Linked DNA regions of Mus musculus: region 1 is linked to region 2. A link is a contact called in public Micro-C data. All regions are on one chromosome and are shown on one strand. The core of a region is the stretch at or near the end of the contact, and the rest is flanking DNA. Distances in the headings are between cores, read along the strand shown.

Evidence for each region. A called contact is a pair of places that touch in the nucleus more often than the background predicts.
Region 1: a contact with region 2 is called in a Micro-C map of the G1E-ER4 cell line, with 1.8 times the contacts expected there. The contact joins the enhancer-like site here to the promoter of Htatip2 in region 2. A contact is called at or near these places in 6 of 39 promoter capture datasets (the C10 cell line, the HPC-7 cell line, hippocampal neurons and 3 more), 1 of 15 datasets of contacts at CTCF or cohesin (the G1E-ER4 cell line), 6 of 484 Hi-C or Micro-C datasets (the G1E-ER4 cell line, the HL-1 cell line, palatal mesenchyme and 2 more), 4 of 115 datasets of contacts at active chromatin or transcription factors (a beta-TC-6 cell line, bone marrow-derived macrophages and embryonic stem cells) and 3 of 9 other capture datasets (adipose tissue, liver and pancreatic islet).

The regions. Positions count from the first base shown.
Region 1 is chr7:49,805,508-49,810,792 of GRCm38.p6, reverse strand. Prmt3 (protein arginine N-methyltransferase 3) reads right to left here. Exons shown (of 16, transcript NM_133740.2): 10 at 4,167-4,266. Among named protein-coding and RNA genes, the nearest start is that of Prmt3, 30 kb to the right of the region's middle. Within about 2 kb of position 2,807, at least 14 of the 459 cell types and tissues checked have an H3K27ac peak or open chromatin away from gene starts, as enhancers often do. A contact at or near this core is called in the G1E-ER4 cell line and the HL-1 cell line, where this site is marked.
Region 2 is chr7:49,757,730-49,762,534 of GRCm38.p6, reverse strand. Htatip2 (HIV-1 Tat interactive protein 2) reads right to left here and starts at 3,429. Exons shown (of 6, transcript NM_016865.3): 1 at 3,224-3,429; 2 at 2,742-2,937; 3 at 368-475. The coding sequence starts at 3,321.

The DNA.
Region 1 (5,285 bases), core at 1,558-4,057, 49 kb before region 2:
CATGCTTACAATCCCAGCAGTCAGGAGCTAAAGCAGGTGTACAGTGAGTTCATGAGTTCAGGGCCAGCCAGGGTTACATTGCCAGTGTGAGGTCAATCTGGAAGACCTTTTCTCAAAAACATAGAACTGGGGAGTTTTTCAAAGTAATTTGAGCCATGAGGAGGAAGCCTGCCACATTTGAGGTGATGGGCTTGCCCGGGCCCCCCCCCCCCCCGCTTCTATTCTTGTTTATGTGAAGACAATATCCACTCCTCTGGAGCACACACAGCAACAAGGTACTATTCTTGGCAGCAGACACCAGACTCTGGCCAGACACAGAATCTACCATATCCTTGACCTTGGTCTTCCTGCTTGGAAAACTGAATTTTTAGAAATCTTATTGTCTCTAAGTATAAATTACTTAGCCTCAAGTACTTTTGCTATAGTACCATAAACACACTAGATTCCCATAATAGACACACACACACACACACACACACACACACACACACACGATTTTAAGGCTATAGAAAGTGTCAACTAGCAATATGATTAAAGAGTTAAAAGAACGAGACCTAAATTTTCCAAATACAACAAATATACAATAAGAAAAGGCCATTTTGTTAGATGCAGCAATAAGCATCTATCCTGGCATTTGCTGAACCTAGTAAAGAAGCCTGGGGTGCAGCTCAGTGAGGACTCCCAGAAACTGCCCATATAACAGACACGCGGTGAATTTAGTAGCCCGCCCAGACAGCTTGGTACCATGTGGTCAAACACTTCCTCCCCACTCTACCCACTCTGAAGGACTTTCAAGCACAAATCAGCCTCAGGGAAATGCAAAGCCCCAATTTAATGCTTGATGTGGCTCAAAGAACTGAGGCAAAGCAGTAATCTATAATCCTGCCAAAGTCAATAAGGTAAATTCCTTGTGTACTTCCTCTGTTTCAAGTTGACAAGGGGCTTTGTTCCACTGTGAGAGTGAAAGTTCCCAAGAAACTGCACCTACAGAGGCAGACTGACTGAACTCAAAGGATGTGGGAAGTTGGAATGCTGCAGGTCCAGAGTCAAATTAGCTTTGGCGGTGTCAGGCCCTTCAGCCATTTGTTACCTAGCTCTACGTGACCCAACATTCTGTGAGTTGTTAATCTTAGGTAAACCTTTCACACTCTTGGATGACATCAAAACTTAAAAGACATTTGGGAAAGGAAAGGAAGATGAGCCTCGAGTGCCCCTGACTTAGAAAGACACCACCCTCACAGTCTCTTGGAGAGATGATTCAGGAAGGAAAAGACCCCCTCGTCAGTCAGAGCAGTCGGCGGAGCCCACACCTATACAGAAGTCGATAAACAGAAACAACAAAACAAAGCAAGGTACAGCAGCTACACAACACTCCGCGGCAGCTCCTTCCCATCATTCTACCCAATAAACATGAGAGGATAAGGTGCAAAAAGATAGATTCCAGCCTGGTAAGGAGTGTGACTTACAGAACACATGAACATTACTCATCATGAAAACAGGAATGGAATGCAAAGACAGAAGAGATGAGCAAGATGAGATGCTGAAAAGGCCTGAAAACCAGGGAAGTGAATCAAATGAAGATTTAGCAATCACCATATAAGACAAAGGCAGCAACTATTCGGAAGGACTTGGAGGAAAATGTAACCCAGAGCAAGGACTAAAGACTAAAAAAAAAAAAAATCTTACCAGGAGACCAGACACTCATCATGTGGGGGCCTGAAGCAGAGGCTATGACAGGGCAGATGAATCAAAGACATGGCCTAAGATGATCAGACAACTGCTGCTCAAAAGAACATGGCCTCCAGGGAGATTAGACAGATTCAAATACATATCTATGAGCTACTTACATGAAAACAATCTGCAGAGGAAAGAATTCGGACTGTAACCAGTTCTTTCCAAGACACTGAAAAGGTTCTGTGGGAAACAGTATGACCCAAGAAACTGCCCAGCAGCTAAGAAAAGAAGCAGATATTCACAGCCATCAAATCAGGGATACAGGACTCAAGGGCACATGAAAGAGAACTTGTGAGTGTGTTCATGTTTAAGAGAGGACTGACAAGTGAAGCCTGGAGAGGCCAGTTGGCACCGACATTCTGAAATAGAGATTTGCTACAACAGTGAAACAAACACTAAAATCCCACCATAACATCTACAAGATGACAAATCAGCCGTGTAGAGGAGAGCACTGGGCAGGTGCCACTGTCCTCATCATCCAGAGCATCATGGTCACAGCTGCTCTTCAGAACTGAAAAGGGTTGGTAATAACAGACAAACCCGGAATGACTCGAACACCATGTCTGAAAGGAAGGGGAACAGGATGAATCCTGGCGCAGTGTCTGCAGGGCCTGCTGTCCAGTAGAGCCATCTGGGCAGTTACTCAGCCATCCCATGCTTCACAACCCAGTCTAGGGACTCATTCGCTCACCGTGTTACTGTCAGAAACGTAACAGCTGTTTCCAGAGCCATCTTGAGACATGTGCAAGCAGCAGCTCATCTGATCCTCGATGAAGCCCACAAACTGAGTACTGCTGGTTCATTTTACAGAGCAGGAAACCAAGGCACTGAAAAGCTCCATCACGTGCCCCAGTGGTAATGAAAGAGGCTAAGTGCTCAGGCAGGCCGACTCCCAGCGCCGCCCTCAACCTGCCACTCGCTAACTGCCTTCGCACTTACACAGGAAAATCCCAAATCTGACTGTGTCGGGGCCAGTGAATTTCCGTCAGGATAAGCTCCCCTGTGAGAGAGCCCATCGTCATTGATTTACACTGAGACACGTGATGGAGTCTGTCAGTACTGTGTGAGTTGTGGCTCAGCCTCTGGAGAAAAGAGGTTTAATAGCAACATTGTCTAACAACAGAAGCTGTGATGGCTGTGACAGAAGGTTCAACTAAAGTGCAAAACCTGACCATGTTTCAGCCCTGAAAACATACACATGAATAACATTATGTGGACTGAGCACATGCATGTATCTAGCACACACTCACACATACAACCACACACACATACACACACACATACACACACAGAGGCACACATTGGGATGGGTTGGAGAGGTAAAAGAAAGGGAAAATGATGTAATTATATGATTGCAATAAAATGTTAAACTGTCTAAAAGCAGAATAAAATCAAATGGAGAAAAGGGAGTGCAGGAACAGACAGCATGTAACTTTAAGGACCGACAGCAAAGTCGAGGCAACAGCCAAGGTAAAGCACTTCCACAAGTGAAGCCACAGAGAAGTAAGAAATCTAACGAAAAGCAGCAGCAGGCAATAGGCCTGTCTTATCTGTCCTCATCTTGAGCCACCAGCTAAGCCACGTGAGATTACTTCAGGAAATGCCATGGTAAACAAAGTGTGTGCGAATAAATGAGTGTGTGTAACAATATAATTTTTTACTACTTAAAATGTCACAATGACAATGCATACATGAGTTTCTATCCCTTGAAGCAGAGGAGAACAGGAAAGAGCGCCCGTCCTCAGAGTGCCAGCTGCAGGGGCGGCACTAGCAGGCCAGCTGAAGATAAAGCCCAACATCCAACAGCCTGAGTGTGACCAAGGGCTCAGGGCCTGCCTCCTGGAAGGGCACACCAGGATACAAGCATATGTCCACACCCAGGGGACACTTGCTCGAAACTGGACACTGTCTGTTAAGTCCTAACACTTCAAAAGCTACTAAAGTTACTATTTTGCTGGATTGTCACTATGCTCATAAAAAAAATTATAGAAAATTTATAACTTAAACCATTTTGAAATTGTTTTGATAAATTTATCACATGATAGTTTTAAAAAAACCTTCAATTTTCCACACAGAAAATCTGTCACTTTTCAGATTTCATCCATTTATATCAATAATCCCTATCCATTGGTAATTACCATCATTTAATCATATCCGTAAATATCCTGCCTTGACTCAAGGCTTTAATATAATCTATAAAGCTACGAAACACAGGAGAGAACAGTGAGCAGGATGGAGACACTTGGCTAACCCAGCCCAGCACATCCTAGTTAGTCCTCAGCATTAGCCCTGGAGGTCTGCTACAACGGCAGAGGCCACAAAGTCAGCACTAGATGAAACCAGCCACCAAAGCTGCTGACACAGTCATTCATCAAACATAAGGAGTAAAAACTGCTACCATGTTTGTTTAAAAAAGAATTTGCTTTACTTACCATCCACTCTGATATAATAACATCCACCTTTTCCACAGGAAGACTCACTTCTTCAATCTTTCCTTTAATTAGTACAATGGTATCTTCAAGTTTATTTAGTCTGAAAGTTATAATGAATTATATTAGCCTGTTAAATGTTTTGCAAACTGTATCAAGAAATGTCACAGTAAAATGAGACCCTGCTACATTAGTGTAGCCACTCCAACTCTGCCCACTTGTAAGCTCTATGCATCTTGGGGAACTTCTGCACAGTGAGCAGAAACAACTATGATGGAGTTGATACTGGGGTGGGGGTTAGCTTAATGTCCTTTTCCACAGCTCACATCCTCTCGCCTATCTTTCCTCACCACTTAACATAAGGCTCTCTTGGTCTCCTTTCTAAGTGGTAATATACCCACACTTCTACATATTTACTTATAAGCACTATACATTATAGGCTAGAGTATGCAATGAGAAAACAAGAGGATTTTTCCTGAGTTTGTATCACCTCATTTAATATTACACTTTCCATCTATTTTCCTGTAAATTTCCTTTTTCTTTATAGCTGAGTAATATTCTACTTTGCACATATACCACATCTCATTCTCCATTCATCTGCTGATGGGCATCTGGGTTGGTTCCATTTTGTTGCAAACATATGTCCAGAGCACTAATGAACTCGGGAGTGCAAACATCTCTGCAGTAGTTAAGTGCCTGGGGTTGAACGGCTGGTTAGACAGTAATTCTACCTTTAGGTTTTTGAGCCCCTCCAAACTGACTCTCTTAATGTCTGTACTAATCTGCACCCACCAGCAGCAATGAGTAAGGGCTTATCTTTCCCCACATCCTTTCCAATATTTGTTGTCAGATTTCTTGAGGGCAGCTAGCTTGACTAGGCTGAGGTAGTAGAGAAAACTACTTTTAACTTGCATTTCTCTGATGCCAGGGGAGATATTGAACACTTTTTAAGTTAATCATTGGCCAGTTCTGTTTCTTCGTGGGAACTGTATATTTCATTAGCCCATTTGTTGGCTGACAGTTTTATTGTTTTGGTGTTTAGTTTCTGCATTTCTTTGTAAATTTTAGGCATTAAGCCACTCTGCGACACATAGCTAGCAACCTTGGTCTTCCATTCTGTGT
Region 2 (4,805 bases), core at 2,180-4,679:
CCGTGGTATAATACAGATGGGATAGCAGATGGACTCTTAAGCTCACTTTTACATTTAAGCACTGCAGTATGCCCCAGGAAAAGGGGTAAGCAAGAAAGGAATCCTTGAGGCGGTAGAGATGGCGCAGCACTTGGGATCTCAAAGTGCTTCTGCAGAGGACAAAAGGCGGTTCCCGGTCTCCCTGTGGAGGAGCTCAGCAACACCTGGCACTCTTCTGAACTCTGTGGGCGCCTGCATTCTCATGTGGACACAAGCCCTCTCCCCTACACATACTCTCATAAGAGAATAAAGTCAATCTTGGAAAGAAAGGAAGGGAGAGATCCTTGAATCCTGGCCAGTAAGAGAAAATGGTTTATTTCTTGCTCACCGCTCCAGCCTTGCTTCTGGTGGTGCCCAGGCAACAGAATCCAACATCATGACCTTGAAAGGCAGAAGCATAGACATCCAGCTTCTCAAAGTCCACCACTTCTTGATTCTAGACAAGGAAGGGCACAATGGCACACAGCGTCATACACTTAAAAAAGAGGCAAGGCACTGTGAGATGAAAAGAATAGGTGACAAATGATTATCGGAATCTTTAAGTTCATAACATTAAATTTGTCAAATTCCCTTTTCCTACCCCCCCCCAAAAAAAATTAATTTGGAGTTGAGTGTAGATGGCCACTCAGTGGCCAAGTGCTTCCAAGATACATGTGAAGCCCCGAATACCAAGCAATGAAAAACATTGCGTGAGAACTGATAGTCAATGATTCACAGATATGTCCACAGAACATTTAACTTCAGTAAGTAGAGTGGGTCAGATTTCAAATATCAAGGTCATGTGTACCTTACCTTTGGGAAAAGAAAAATACCATCCTATACTTGACCAGGAAGGAAACCATTTGGGTAGGATGTGAAGACAAAATGGTAATTAGAATCTCAAAGAAGATCCAGCTTTGAATCTTACAGATATGAAATTGTGGCAAAGCTTTTATTGTTTACATTCTTTTTAAAATTTATTTTACGTGTACGGGCACTTGGTCTGCGTCCATGTCTGTGTACCACATGTACTACTGTCAGAGGGGCCTAGAAGAGGGCATTAGATTCCCTGGAACTGAAATTAACAGATGGTTGTGAGCCACTCTGTAGGTGGTGGAAATCTAGCCCAACCTGTGGTAATTGCTGACCCTATGTCTGTCTGAGTTTTGTTCAGCTGTAAAGTCTAGGTGCTAATCTTCAATTCAACTCATGAACTACCTTCATTAGAATGAGCCAGAAGGAACCTGAGACAAAGGCATTTTCTCAGGACTCTTGCCACTACCTGTGAGTCAGCCTCTGCAGCTGTACAGCTCCCTCCTCAGTATTCCTCTATCTCGCCCTCCCTCCCCCTTCCTCCCTCCTTCTCTCTCTCTCTCTCTCCCATGGCCAGTCTGGCCTCCAACACCCACATAACTGAGGCTGACCTTGAGCTTCATCCTCCTGCCTCTACCTCCCAAGTGCTAAAATTACAGGTATGCTCCACCACATCCAATCATAGTGTGCAAGAGACTGAACCAGGGACCTTCACTGTGCCAAGTGAGCACTCCATCAACTGAGCTGCATCCCCAGCCTCCTGTGTTCTCCTCTATGGTATTTCTAGCCTCCACTGAGATTGGCAAGCTAAGAGAGGCGCCACTGGCAGAAACAGAAGCAATTTTGAGGCTAGCCTATCCTCCTTAGAGAAACACTGTCTTAAACCTAAGCCACTCTATCTAAGAGCAGAAGAATGCCATCAAACGTGCAGTGTTCCATTACCGTCACACAGGAGTTCAGATGCTATCTTGGGTTGTCACTACCTTTAGTTCCCTCTGAAGGATTTTCCTGGCATGATACATACTATATACTAAAGAAAAATTAAATTAAACACGGCCTGGTTAAGAGGAGTGCCACCAAGTCTCTGCTCTCAAAGAAAATTGCAATCTTAGGCTCCACTGTCCAGGAATCTGCACAGGGAGGGTTCAGGAAACCAGACTGTGGGGTTCACCCAGCACCCACCTGAGCCCAAGCAGAGATGTCTATTTTAATCAGCAAGTTCTGATGCACCAGGCATTGGTAAAACAAAACGACCAGGAAATCACGGAAATCAAGGACCTGCATTTGCAAGTGTGCACACTAGGCAAAAGTGGGGCCCATGGGAGACTGCTTTGAGGTCCCAGCAGCACACTACGCTGTTTAATTTGCTGCAGTTGATAGGTAACTCTTGTTTACTGGAGAACAGAATGTCCACGACTCTCCAATTTAAGATACTTGGGCATCATTTCCAGATGGAAGTCTGGCATTACCATTTGCTGTAACTTCAGGAAGCCAGTATGTGTTTACAAACACACAAGTCTGGGGAGTCAGGGGCTGTGGGGTGGATTCCTGCTTGGGAGAAAAGTCCTTGTCACACTTTTCCATTCTGATATTGTGAAACACACTGGTAAGCAAAATGTGCAAGCAGTGCGCTCTAGGAACTATAAACAGCGCCTTTCTCTGACTACCATACCCCATTCCAATCTAAGTTCTGAACACAGGACTGCATTGCAGGACGCTAGAGTGTAAAAGGCAGGCCTACAAGCCAGTCACAACCCAGGGATTAATGGAAGGGCTCTTCTAAATCCATCGTGCCCAATTTTGATGATTTCTATGTCTCCACCACCACCTGGCCTTTGGATAATGGACACCTTCCCCTCAGCAAAATGGTTGCAGCTACATTCCCTTTTAGCCCCAGCTCAAATACCCACCACATTTTTATAAGCTTCCTCCTCGAAGGTGAGCTTCCTCCGACCAATGAGCGTTACTTTGGAAAACAGGTTCTGTCCCAGGATTTCCTTTAAAAGTACTTTGCCAGTTTCCCCGCTGGCGCCCAAAATAAAGACGGATTTATTCTGCATCTTGAAGTCTTCCCGAAGCTTCGGCAGTGCTTCCTTGTCCGCCATGCTGGGGAAACAACACCCGTGGGTCCTGTCTCAGAGTGCTAGGTGACACTCTTTACCCTGGGGGACAAGGGTTGTTAACTGTTGGGCAGAAGAGACTCACTCTACACAGTCCCAACCCTAGGGAAGTGCTGAGTCACAGCTCAGACAGTGGCCAATCCGAGCACCTCACAGGTGCCCGGCTGGATGAGCCCAGGTTGTCTCTATGCCACCAAGCCTCGCAGCCCACGGTAACCCAGCCTGCTTGGGCAGGGCTGCAGGGCCCGGCTCCATTCCCTACCCGGGGTTACCTGGGAGCAGCCCCGGACCCCTCGTCCCCACTCTGCAACAGTAGCATTGAAGCCACCAGCGCGGCTACGACCGTGCCCAGCACCGTGGGACCGAGCATCTCGCCGCCTGCAGCCCCGCTGTCTCCCCTCCCGGCAAGGAGCCCCAAGAGGTCCAGCCGGAGCCTACCGGCCGCGACGTCTTCCGGGTGACAGCGCGCTCGCGGCCCCGCCCCACCGAGGGCTGGAGCTGAGCGCGGGACCCGCCCCTGCGCGGGAGCTGCACCCAGGGCTCGAACCACACTCCCCGGGGCTGAGCTGCAGCGGGGCGGGGCGTGGGGGGGGCGTGGGGCTGTGCTTCACCCCAGCACAGATCTCCTCCCTCCGTCCCCCATAACCCTAGTTGCAACCGCGTTCTTCCTAACCACCTGGGGCCAGAGCCTTCAGATTTTAGATAAAAGGCATCCCGGACTTGACTCTTGGTCCCCAAATCATCTCATTCTCCTCGTTAAAAACTAGTCTCTTCTTAGGCTGGGGACGTAGCATGTAGCTCAGTTAATCAAGCGCTTGCCTGGCATACGCAGAGCCCTGGATAAAGTTGGATGTGGTGGCACAAGCAGGCAATACCAGCAAGGATGATTCTCCTTGGAAACAGAATGTTCTGAGTTCTAGGACACCCTGAAATATATGAACTTCTGTCTCAAGAGCGAAGGAGGACTTATTGGGAGGAAGCTCTCAAAACAGAGGTAGGAGAGGCTAGTACCAGGTGAGTAAGATCAAAATATATAAACATGAAATTGTTAGTAAAGCAAGACATAAAAAGAAGAAGAAGAAAAAAAAGCCTAGCTCCACTTAAGCTCTATGAAAAACAAAACTCTTTCTTGCCTCTTTAAAGACACATATCCTATTCCCTCAAGCCAGAAGCTAGGGGGGCTCCTTTGACCAGTTTTCAGGTTGATCTCCCTGCCCAGGTGCTGGCCCCCTTCTGGATGGTTGCGGTAGGAAGAGTTTCCAAACCTGATCCAATTCACAACAGGATCAATGGTTAGAACACAGCTATCCACACTGGGCATGCCCTGGATTTTGGATGCATAGAGATTAGAATACTATGACTCTGAGATACTTTCTAAACTGCATTTATTTTGTGTGTGTGTGTGTGTGTGTGTGTGTGTGTGTGTGTGTGTGTGTAGAGGTGTTATGACCGGTGTATGAAGGTCAGAGGGCCCCTTGCAGGATTCAGTTCTCTCCTTCCATGATGTGGGTTTGCCTTGATCTAACTCAGCCTCTCCCAGACTCCCTCTCCCAGAGTCAAGTCCAGGATGTGATCCTGAGCTAAGAAGGATGGGCTGTGAGTGTGATGCTCCATCGCTCCATCTAGAAGCCAAATGAAAGGTACTTTCGCCCCCGCCTTGCTGGTTGAATGTCATTATATGAAAATCTGGCCTAGGCGTGGCATTCAAATACTTCCACACAGGTTTTTCCACTCTGGGGAGCAATACAAAGATGCAATGAAGACTAGGGGTGGAGCCCTGCTGGGCAAGGACAGGGAGATTAGGATGATGGGTAGCATCCTGTGAGCCCCTGCCCTGGCTTGCCTGCCTTAACC